Linked DNA regions of Mus musculus: regions 1 and 2 are each linked to region 3. Evidence: chromatin contacts called from public HiChIP or PLAC-seq data. All regions are on one chromosome and are shown on one strand. The core of a region is the stretch at or near the end of the contact, and the rest is flanking DNA. Distances in the headings are between cores, read along the strand shown.

Region 1 (2,700 bases), core at 9-2,508, 190 kb before region 3:
AAAATAAATAAACTAGCAAATTACTAATCAGAATAGATGAGGTGGCTCCATGCATATAAAGGGACTTGCTCCCAAGCCAAATGACTTGTGTTGGATCCTTGGAACCACGTGGCAGAGGAAGAGACGTGACACTCCAAAGTTGTCTTCTGATTTCTACATGTGGACTGTGGCATGTGTGTAGAACCTCCCCCCCCCCCTCAACCCCAGGCACAAGCATACTCACACAAATAAATAAATAAGATATGATAACTTAAAAAAAAAACACCAAAAAAAAAACCCCAAAAAACAACTACACAATCCATATGTGTCTCACAACCCCCACGTCTTTCTAAAGTCGCAAAATCTTCTTGGAAGTTGGTCATGCTTAGATCTATTCGTCCTCTATTCTGTGGATCACTTTTGTGGGTATAAAGGCCCCAGCATCCCTACCTAATGTTTGTGGAACTCAACTTTCGAAAGTGGTTTTGGCTGGCACAGGATGACTCTGATCCTCTTGCTTCAGCAGTGCACAATCATTGGTCCAGCTCAGCTCCATTTCATTGACACACTAGCAGGGAGAAAGGTTCACCTTGTGTTTGGGGTCCTCTTATCTATGTAAAAGATGACAGCTGGTTGGGCAGCTGGTTAGGCCAGTCCTGTGCACAAGGAGAGAAGGGGAAAGAACCGTGCGGATCCTTTAAAGTTAGGGAACAGAAAAGAATGTTGTCCTTGCTTTCTTGTCCCCTGATGTAGAGAGAGGTCTTCATCTTTGACCCCTCTCTATCAGCTTTGTTTCTCAGTAGTTGGATGTCTTTATCCCACCCACCACCTCCACCACCACCACCACCACCCCTACCACCACCCCCACCACCACCACACCCCCCCACCACACCCCCCCCTCCTTTTTTTTTTTTAATTGGCTTGTAGAGAGGAGGGAGGTGGAGGAGGAGTTGAGGGCTCAAAAAGAGAGTCCTGCAATTAGCAGGAAGGTGATGGTGCAGTTTTTACTTTATGTTTGTAAGTTGAGTAAAGTTAAGATGCAAATTGTGATTTTCCTCATACACATCACACACACACACACACACAGACACACAGACACACACACACACACACACACACACACACACCTCAGTCCCTCCCCCTCCTACTGTTCCTGTTCCTTCGGGTGTTTTGGCCCAGTTGGAAGCTGATATTTAAAAGACATTTGATCTGCCTAATGGAAGCGGAAGAAAACAGGGATGACATCAAGGGGATTTCTGAGAAAGAAATTCTGAAACACAAGGGACAAAAGAATGAGTCACCAAGGCAGTCATGAGAACCGGCCTGCTCAGGCCTCAAACAGCTTGTTGTTGTTGTTGTTTTGGTTTTGTTGTTGTTGTTCTTGTTTGTTAGGAGAGATTGACAGTGTCCTGTTCTGGAGCATTTGGGGGTGGGGTCAATGGGGAACCTCTGGCCAGTCTTTCCTCCTGAGAATGCACCTGGGGGTGGGAATGATATTCAGGGATAAGTTCTGAAATGCACCTTTGGAAATATAGGTGGTTGGTACTGGAGGAACTACAAAGGTAAAATCCTGTGACAGAGGCTAGTCTGTGTCCTTCTCACCCCTGTGACAGAAAGGGGCAAGTTCTTTTTCTCAGACTCTGGCCTTCCAGGAGTGTCTGAGTAGCCAAGAGATGACCTAGGGCAAGTCTGGGGTGTGTAAGCAGGGAGGGAGGCAGGGTGTGTGTGACTGGGCAATTTTCCTGCTGGACAATGGGGGAGAGGCCATTGATGAGCAGCCAATTCCTGTTTCCTTCCTGTTTTGTGGGCGGAGGGTATGGGATCAGGAGCAGCTGGGGTCAAGAGGGAAAGGCCACCAAGAGGCTGACCATAGCCTGACATCCTAAGCAAGGAGACAGGTTGAGAGGAACAATATCCACGGACTGGTCCAACTCTTGTCTCACACGTGCTTGTCAGCAAGCATGAGGTCCGGAGTTCGATCCCCAGCGCCACTCCTAGAACACACACACTTACACATACAAATATTTACACACATGGATACACTTACACCATGTACACACAAACACAGATGCACAGACACTCACACACACACACACACACACACATACACACACACACACACCATGCATACACACAGATACACACACACACACACACACACACATAGCATGTCTGAAGAATCTGCAGATCTTGAGTTTCAAAGTAGAAATAGAGACTGCCATGAGAATCTATGCGTTGGAATAGAGACTGCCATGAGAATCTATGCGTTGGAATAGAGACTGCCATGAGAATCTATGCGTTGGTTTATTAAACTTGACATTTGCCTCGGCTTGAGAAGGCCCATTTGAAAACAAGACACAGTTTCACTGAGCATGGTCGTTCTCCATGCTATTTCAGACTTACATTTTCAGTGACCACAGCGTAGGATGAAAATCTCGAATATTTATGGAATTTACTGAGGAGCCCTGTAATCTGTCCTTCTGTCTGAGTCAGTCTGTCTGCTCACTAGGACACAGTCCTACAGGGACTCAGAGTCAAAGTTGGGCAGACTCGGGGCCACTTCTCAGCTCGCACCTTCAGGTTCCTTTCCTGAACTGTTGAAACTGGGCAAACACAAGGACAGAGCTGTTCTGCTTTTTCCTAAACTAAGCCTGGGCAGGTCTGTCACTGCTTCTTTACTCTTTGCCCCTGGGGCATGCTTTAAAGTCCCGCCCCTTCCCC
Region 2 (2,718 bases), core at 5-2,504, 210 kb after region 3:
CAACTGGCACTGGGGATTTTATTTAATAACCTACAGCTTCCAGGAAGAGCCTTAGTACCCACTCTTAATTCCTTTCAGTTTTTTTTTTTTTTTGTATGTGCATGTGGGTGTGTGTGTACCTGAGTACACATGTATGCAGGAGCCTGCAGAAGTGAAAAGAGAGATTCACTTTTCCTGTACCTGAGTTTCAGACAGGTAGGTGTGTGCTGTTTGATGTGGTTGCTGTGCTGTGCTGGGACCTAAGTACCCTGCCAGAGCAGTGAACACACAACATCACTGAGCCATCTCCCTGGTTTTTTTCAGGTTATGTGTTCAATAACCACATAAAATAGTGGGTTCTTCTATATGGTATATATCTGTCTATATATCTATATCTACCTATCTTTAGTTTTATTACTCCTTCTTCTTCCATATCCTCCTGGCCTCCTCCCGGCTTGGCTTTTTCTATCTTGCCCAGTGCCCACTCCCTTTCATCTCTGATGGATTTTATTATCACTTCTCTCTGTAATAGCTCCTTTTGTCTTTCTGTCCTTTACCATCAGTCAGTGATAATGATAAACCTATGACTAAAAAAGAAAAAAGAATCTATAGATAGGATCTGCATACAAGGGAGGCCATGTGGCATTTGTCTCTGTGGACCTAGGTTACATCACTGAAGATAACTGTCCGTATCTATCCATTTCTCCTGCAAATTTCGTAGCTTTAGTCTTCTTTACCACTGAATAAATTTCCATTGTATATAACACGTACCTTTTCCTGGAGACAAGTAAAAGATCGTTATGATGGATGGAGCCGGTGGCTGTATGCATTTTGACACCCAAATATTTTATGAATTGCTCAATTTTTCAAAATGAGTTGAGTGATATTTTGAGTTCCGTCAACAGATCAATAAGCAAAACAGAGATAGCTGGGCTTTGACACCAGTGTGGTCAGGCATTTACTGGCAGAGACCTCCTGTGCAGCACAATTGTCACCCTGGGCTTCAGTCTTGGCTCCATTATTAATCACCACCATGCGAGTTACTCAACCTTCCCTACCCTCCCTACAGTCTGTAAAATTGCCATGACACATTTATATTCATGGGTAAAATTGTTCATGGAAGGCATTTAGTCCATAGTGCCTCACAGATATTAAATTCAGAGGGAGCATTAATTGCTATTATTATCATTTCAGCTGAAAATGCTGTTCTGTTGGCAATAAATAGCTGCTGCTTTGTTTAGTTCTACCAGCTACAAAGCAATACATCAGTGCATTGATTGCGCAATGCTTGCTTAACCTCTTTGGAAAGCTTTTTCTTTATATTTTGTCTGTGCATCACTACAGGCTGCCAGCTTAGGTGTTTCTCTGTGTCTGCTTTTTTTTCTGTGTGTCTCCATGTCTGTCTGTACTCCCTCGTGTGTGTGTGTGTGTGTGTGTGTGTGTGTGTGTGTGTGTGTGTGTAGCCTAGTAATAGCCAAGAGATGGAACTGCCAGCATAGTCTTTCCCCATAGCAAGCAAAACCCCCACAAAATTAAAGCTAGGAAAAAATTTAAGTTACATAATTGGTTTGTATGGACAAAAGGCTGCGAAGATATAAAGGTTCCTGTAGCTCTGCTGTTCTTTGGTCCAAGATGTTGAGGAAAGATTCAGAGTTCCTACTGAGAAACTGCTGTTTAGTAGGCTGCTGCTGTTGGCTTCAGAGTAAGTAAATGGGTCAGAAGTGCAAGTGGGAGAGAACTTGAGGTTTCATGAAGGAAGGCCATTATTAATGTTTCCATGACCTTAGGAGTTTAAAGGTTGGGAATTGAAGTAAGAGTGCTGGTTATAGGGACAAAGAGCCCACAAATATTGAGATGTGGTCAAAGGTTTGAGGCCTCTGAATTGAGCAGCACAAGGGTCATTTCCTACCAGTCTCAATGGTCAGGGCCTGTTCATAAAGGCACAGACTTAGAAAGACCACAGGTCCCTCCCATGTTCTAATGATCCACACTTATTTATTTATTTGTTTGTTTGTTTGTTTGTTTTGTATAGGCCTGGCTTCTGGAACTCACTCTGTAGACCAGGCTGGCCTCAAATACTCAGAGATTCACTTGCCTCTGCCTTCGAAGTGCTAGGATTAAAGGTGTGTATCACCACTGCCTCTGACTACAAACTTTTTTTGGGGGGGGGGGGAACGTAGGTAAAAAATGCTAGGACTTTAGATTTAAAAACCTTTCTTTCAAAAATATTTCTTGAATTCCTAAACTAGAGAATTGGCAAAATTGTGAGCTGTGCTGCTCATAATGCCCTGGGTATACAGGGCATTAGAGCTCTTGACATCTGGAATGTTGGATTTAAATCTAGTTGCTCCTGTTGTATACTCTGCTGTGGGGAATGTTTAAAACTGTTGGCGGTCACTTTCTTCTCCCTATCTCCTGTGGAGAAGCTACCCCTGCTTCTTGAGATTATTGTATCAGATAAGCTGTGATGAGTGACAGTTGTCATGTGTGGGACACTTTCTGTCACGTGACACTAAATAGACAGGAGGAGGAAGTGCATTGGATTCGTGGCCCGAGTAAATATTTGACATCATTCACTCCTAAATTATCAAGAGGAGCCTGGAAACCCACAGTCTTCATTGTCTGACCTCCATCAACTATAATTGCACCAAGGCCCCCAAATTGCTATTGGTTAAAGCAAAAAATCAATAAAAGCAAAATCCAAAACCATATCCTCCATGCTCAGCGGTTTTCATTCAT
Region 3 (2,778 bases), core at 29-2,528:
AGTAAATATTGGCCCAGTTTGTGGCCTGTGATTGGGAGTGTCTAGTTTGTTAGAATGTGGGTTGGTCTGACCTTGCAGTGTAGGTACTTATGAAGCTGCCTAAATGTTAATGGGTGCTTATAGCATGGACTCTGTCCTGAAAGCACTTACTATAGAAGCACCACAGAAAATAGCCTGGGCTTTGTCAGCTGGTTCAGGTGGTGGAGGGAATTTGCCTGATTTAGTGAGGAGAGTTGGGAATTTGGAGAGTGGGTTTCTGCCCTTGCTTTTTGACAGCCCTTCACTAAATGCTCCTGTTTTATAAATGTTTAATGGGATAGTAGCAGTCCATTAAGTAATACCTTTGCTTCGCTGAGACTATTTCTGTGTTCCCTGTACATCAGCTCTTACTGATAGTTTGTTAGTCCTTTCTTCAGATTTTCCCCTCTGATTTTACAATTAACCCACTAAGCCACCCATGTTTATTAGAGTATGTGCAGGTGTGTGTGTGTGTGTGTCTAATTTGATTCTGTGTTCTCACCATCTCATTGTTCGTTTTTCCTATTTATATTTGCATAAATTTCACCACATAAACCATGGGTGGTAGTAAAAATATAAAATTGCTGCACCCAATGCAATGCTTTCAAAAGATAGTTAAAAGCAGGGTCTTCTATAGCCTCGGCTGACTTTGAACCTGATATGTAGCCTTGAAGCTCTGATCCTCCTCTTGCCACCTCCTAAGCATAGGGACTGTAGGAATGAAGCTGTTCTGGGAATCAAATCCAGGACTTCGTGCTTGCTAGGCCAGCGCTCTACCCACTGATCTACACTCCTTGCCCCAGTTGTTTATTTACTTCTCTTTGAGACATGAGTCACTGAGTTGCCCAGGCTAGCATCCAGTCCACTCTATAGCCCTCAGTGGCCTGCATCTTGCAGTTGGTCCTCCTGCCCCTGCCTACTGAGTGCTGTGATTCCAGCCATGGTCCACCATGCCAGGCTGCAAATGTCAGTTGTACAAGGACAGACAGGAGTAAAGAGGGACAGTTTTCCTAGGGAATAATACTGTTTCCAAGGAAGGCAGAGATGAGAGCCTCCTACCCCACAGAAGAGAGAGCAAAGAGGCAGGGCCTGCAAACATCTTAAAAAGAGGCAGGTAGGTCGACACAGTGCCCTGTTTCAAGAAATACCATTACCACCATTAGTGTTGCCAGGACTTTCATGTGAACCTTCTTCTTGCCTGTGGCTGTTTGGTGAAATTTTAACTTTGCAGGCATTACACTTGGGCTAGACTGTAAACACTGCTAAGCCACTTGAGAATTCCAAAGGCCTGGCTCACCTCCCTCTTGGCTCTTTCTGTGCACTGGGCTCTCTGCTGGGCTCTCTCTCTCTCTCTCTCTCTCTCTCTCTCTCTCTCTCTCTCTCTCTCTCTCTCTCTCGGTGTGGTCCTGGGGACCACCAGTACCTCAACACTTGTGGCTCTCGATCAAATTGTTAATCCTTGGCTCCCACTGTTGCTGAGTCAGAGACCTCTGGGGGAAGTTTTGAAATCTTTAACAAGCACCTTTCAGGTCTTTCTCAGGCCCATTGGAGAACCACCAAGCGGTTCTGGGTCAGTATTGTCCTTTCTAGGTAGCAGCTCTCTCTCTCTCTCTCTCTCTCTCTCTCTCTCTCTCTCTCTCTCTCTCTCTCTCTCTCTCTCCCTCTCCCCCCCCCCCCCCCTTTGGCAGAGTCTTGCTGTGTAGCCCATGCTAGTCTCAAACTCTCCTTTCTCCTCATGTGTCTGGGTCTGCTTCCTGATTGGGGGGCGGGGTGGGGGGGTGTTCCCGGTGTGACTTGGCTTGGATCCAGTCTCTTAGTGCAGTTTGCAGGAGCTAAGCAGAAAGCCTGTGACCTCGTTTCCCTCTGCGCCTGCTCTGTAGTGGGGCAGCTTCTATCCATTAGGGTGTGGTAGGTTGATGCACACAGGAGTGGGGAGAACCTGAAGAGATACCAGTGTAACATGCTATGAGTCCAGCAACTTCATGCCTCTGGTACTTGCCACCTGGATGAGCAGATCATGTGCCATTAATGTCCAGTGTTGATCGAGGCTGACATTTCGGTGCTGTGTAACATCGGGGGCTTCTGAATATGATCTGGCAGTGTGGACATGCCCTCTGTAAAGCTGGGCTTGGTGGGGCTTAGGACACAGTGTGAGTAGAAACACTGCTACAGTTTCTAAAAGGGAATTTCGTGGTGTCAGAATTGATGACAGTCATCATCTGAGGGATCTCTTGAATGGTTCTGGGTTTTTCGAGTGTAAACCAAAGCTCCTCCCTCATGAGACAGGTCGTCTCAGGGTCAGGAGTGAAACCATGACTTTTGTTTGTGTTTTTTTCTTTGTGTTGGGGCTAATGCCCAAATTGTGTGCAGTTCAGGAAAAAAAAAAAAAAAACATTCTGGAAAATGAGCTACACTGCTAGCCCCAAGGACACAGACTTGACGTTTCCAGTAAGACATTCTGGAGATTTCAGTTAATTGTGGAAAAAGTGAGTTTTGTTATTTTACACTGAACACCTGGGAAGAAAGTGGGGAAAGCCACTTCATTGGTTTGTGTAAGTCAGAAAAGAAGCTAGTGTGCGCACAACATCCATTGTCTATAGCCTTTCACTATTGCTGGTCTGTGGGAGACTAGAAGCTAAGGCACAGAATGGATACTCAGTGTTTTCACCTCTCCTCTCCTCCCCTCCCTACTCCCCTCCCCTTCTCTGAACTCACCTCATGCTCTGCAAATTCTTTGCAACTGAGTCATATCCCCAGGAG

The links. HiChIP or PLAC-seq counts read pairs in DNA pulled down with a chosen protein or histone mark.
Region 1: a contact with region 3 is called in an H3K27ac HiChIP or PLAC-seq map of trophoblast stem cells, with 11 read pairs. The contact joins two enhancer-like sites. A contact is called at or near these places in 6 of 484 Hi-C or Micro-C datasets (the N1E-115 cell line, fibroblasts, forebrain and 3 more) and 14 of 115 datasets of contacts at active chromatin or transcription factors (astrocytes, craniofacial prominence, differentiating embryonic stem cells and 10 more).
Region 2: a contact with region 3 is called in a FOXA1 HiChIP or PLAC-seq map of pancreatic cancer cells. The contact joins two enhancer-like sites. A contact is called at or near these places in 2 of 484 Hi-C or Micro-C datasets (double positive thymocytes and embryonic fibroblasts) and 3 of 115 datasets of contacts at active chromatin or transcription factors (embryonic basal ganglia, large pre-B cells and pancreatic cancer cells).

The regions. Positions count from the first base shown.
Region 1 is chr13:28,930,504-28,933,203 of GRCm38.p6, reverse strand. No RefSeq gene overlaps it. Among named protein-coding and RNA genes, the nearest start is that of Gm46406, 14 kb to the left of the region's middle. Within about 2 kb of position 1,258, at least 71 of the 459 cell types and tissues checked have an H3K27ac peak or open chromatin away from gene starts, as enhancers often do. A contact at or near this core is called in trophoblast stem cells, where this site is marked.
Region 2 is chr13:28,527,652-28,530,369 of GRCm38.p6, reverse strand. The region is part of intron 7 of 2610307P16Rik (RIKEN cDNA 2610307P16 gene); the gene reads left to right. Among named protein-coding and RNA genes, the nearest start is that of Gm40841, 110 kb to the right of the region's middle. Within about 2 kb of position 1,254, at least 7 of the 459 cell types and tissues checked have an H3K27ac peak or open chromatin away from gene starts, as enhancers often do. A contact at or near this core is called in pancreatic cancer cells, where this site is marked.
Region 3 is chr13:28,737,426-28,740,203 of GRCm38.p6, reverse strand. The region is part of intron 3 of 2610307P16Rik (RIKEN cDNA 2610307P16 gene); the gene reads left to right. Among named protein-coding and RNA genes, the nearest start is that of Mir6368, 28 kb to the right of the region's middle. Within about 2 kb of position 1,278, at least 65 of the 459 cell types and tissues checked have an H3K27ac peak or open chromatin away from gene starts, as enhancers often do. A contact at or near this core is called in pancreatic cancer cells and trophoblast stem cells, where this site is marked.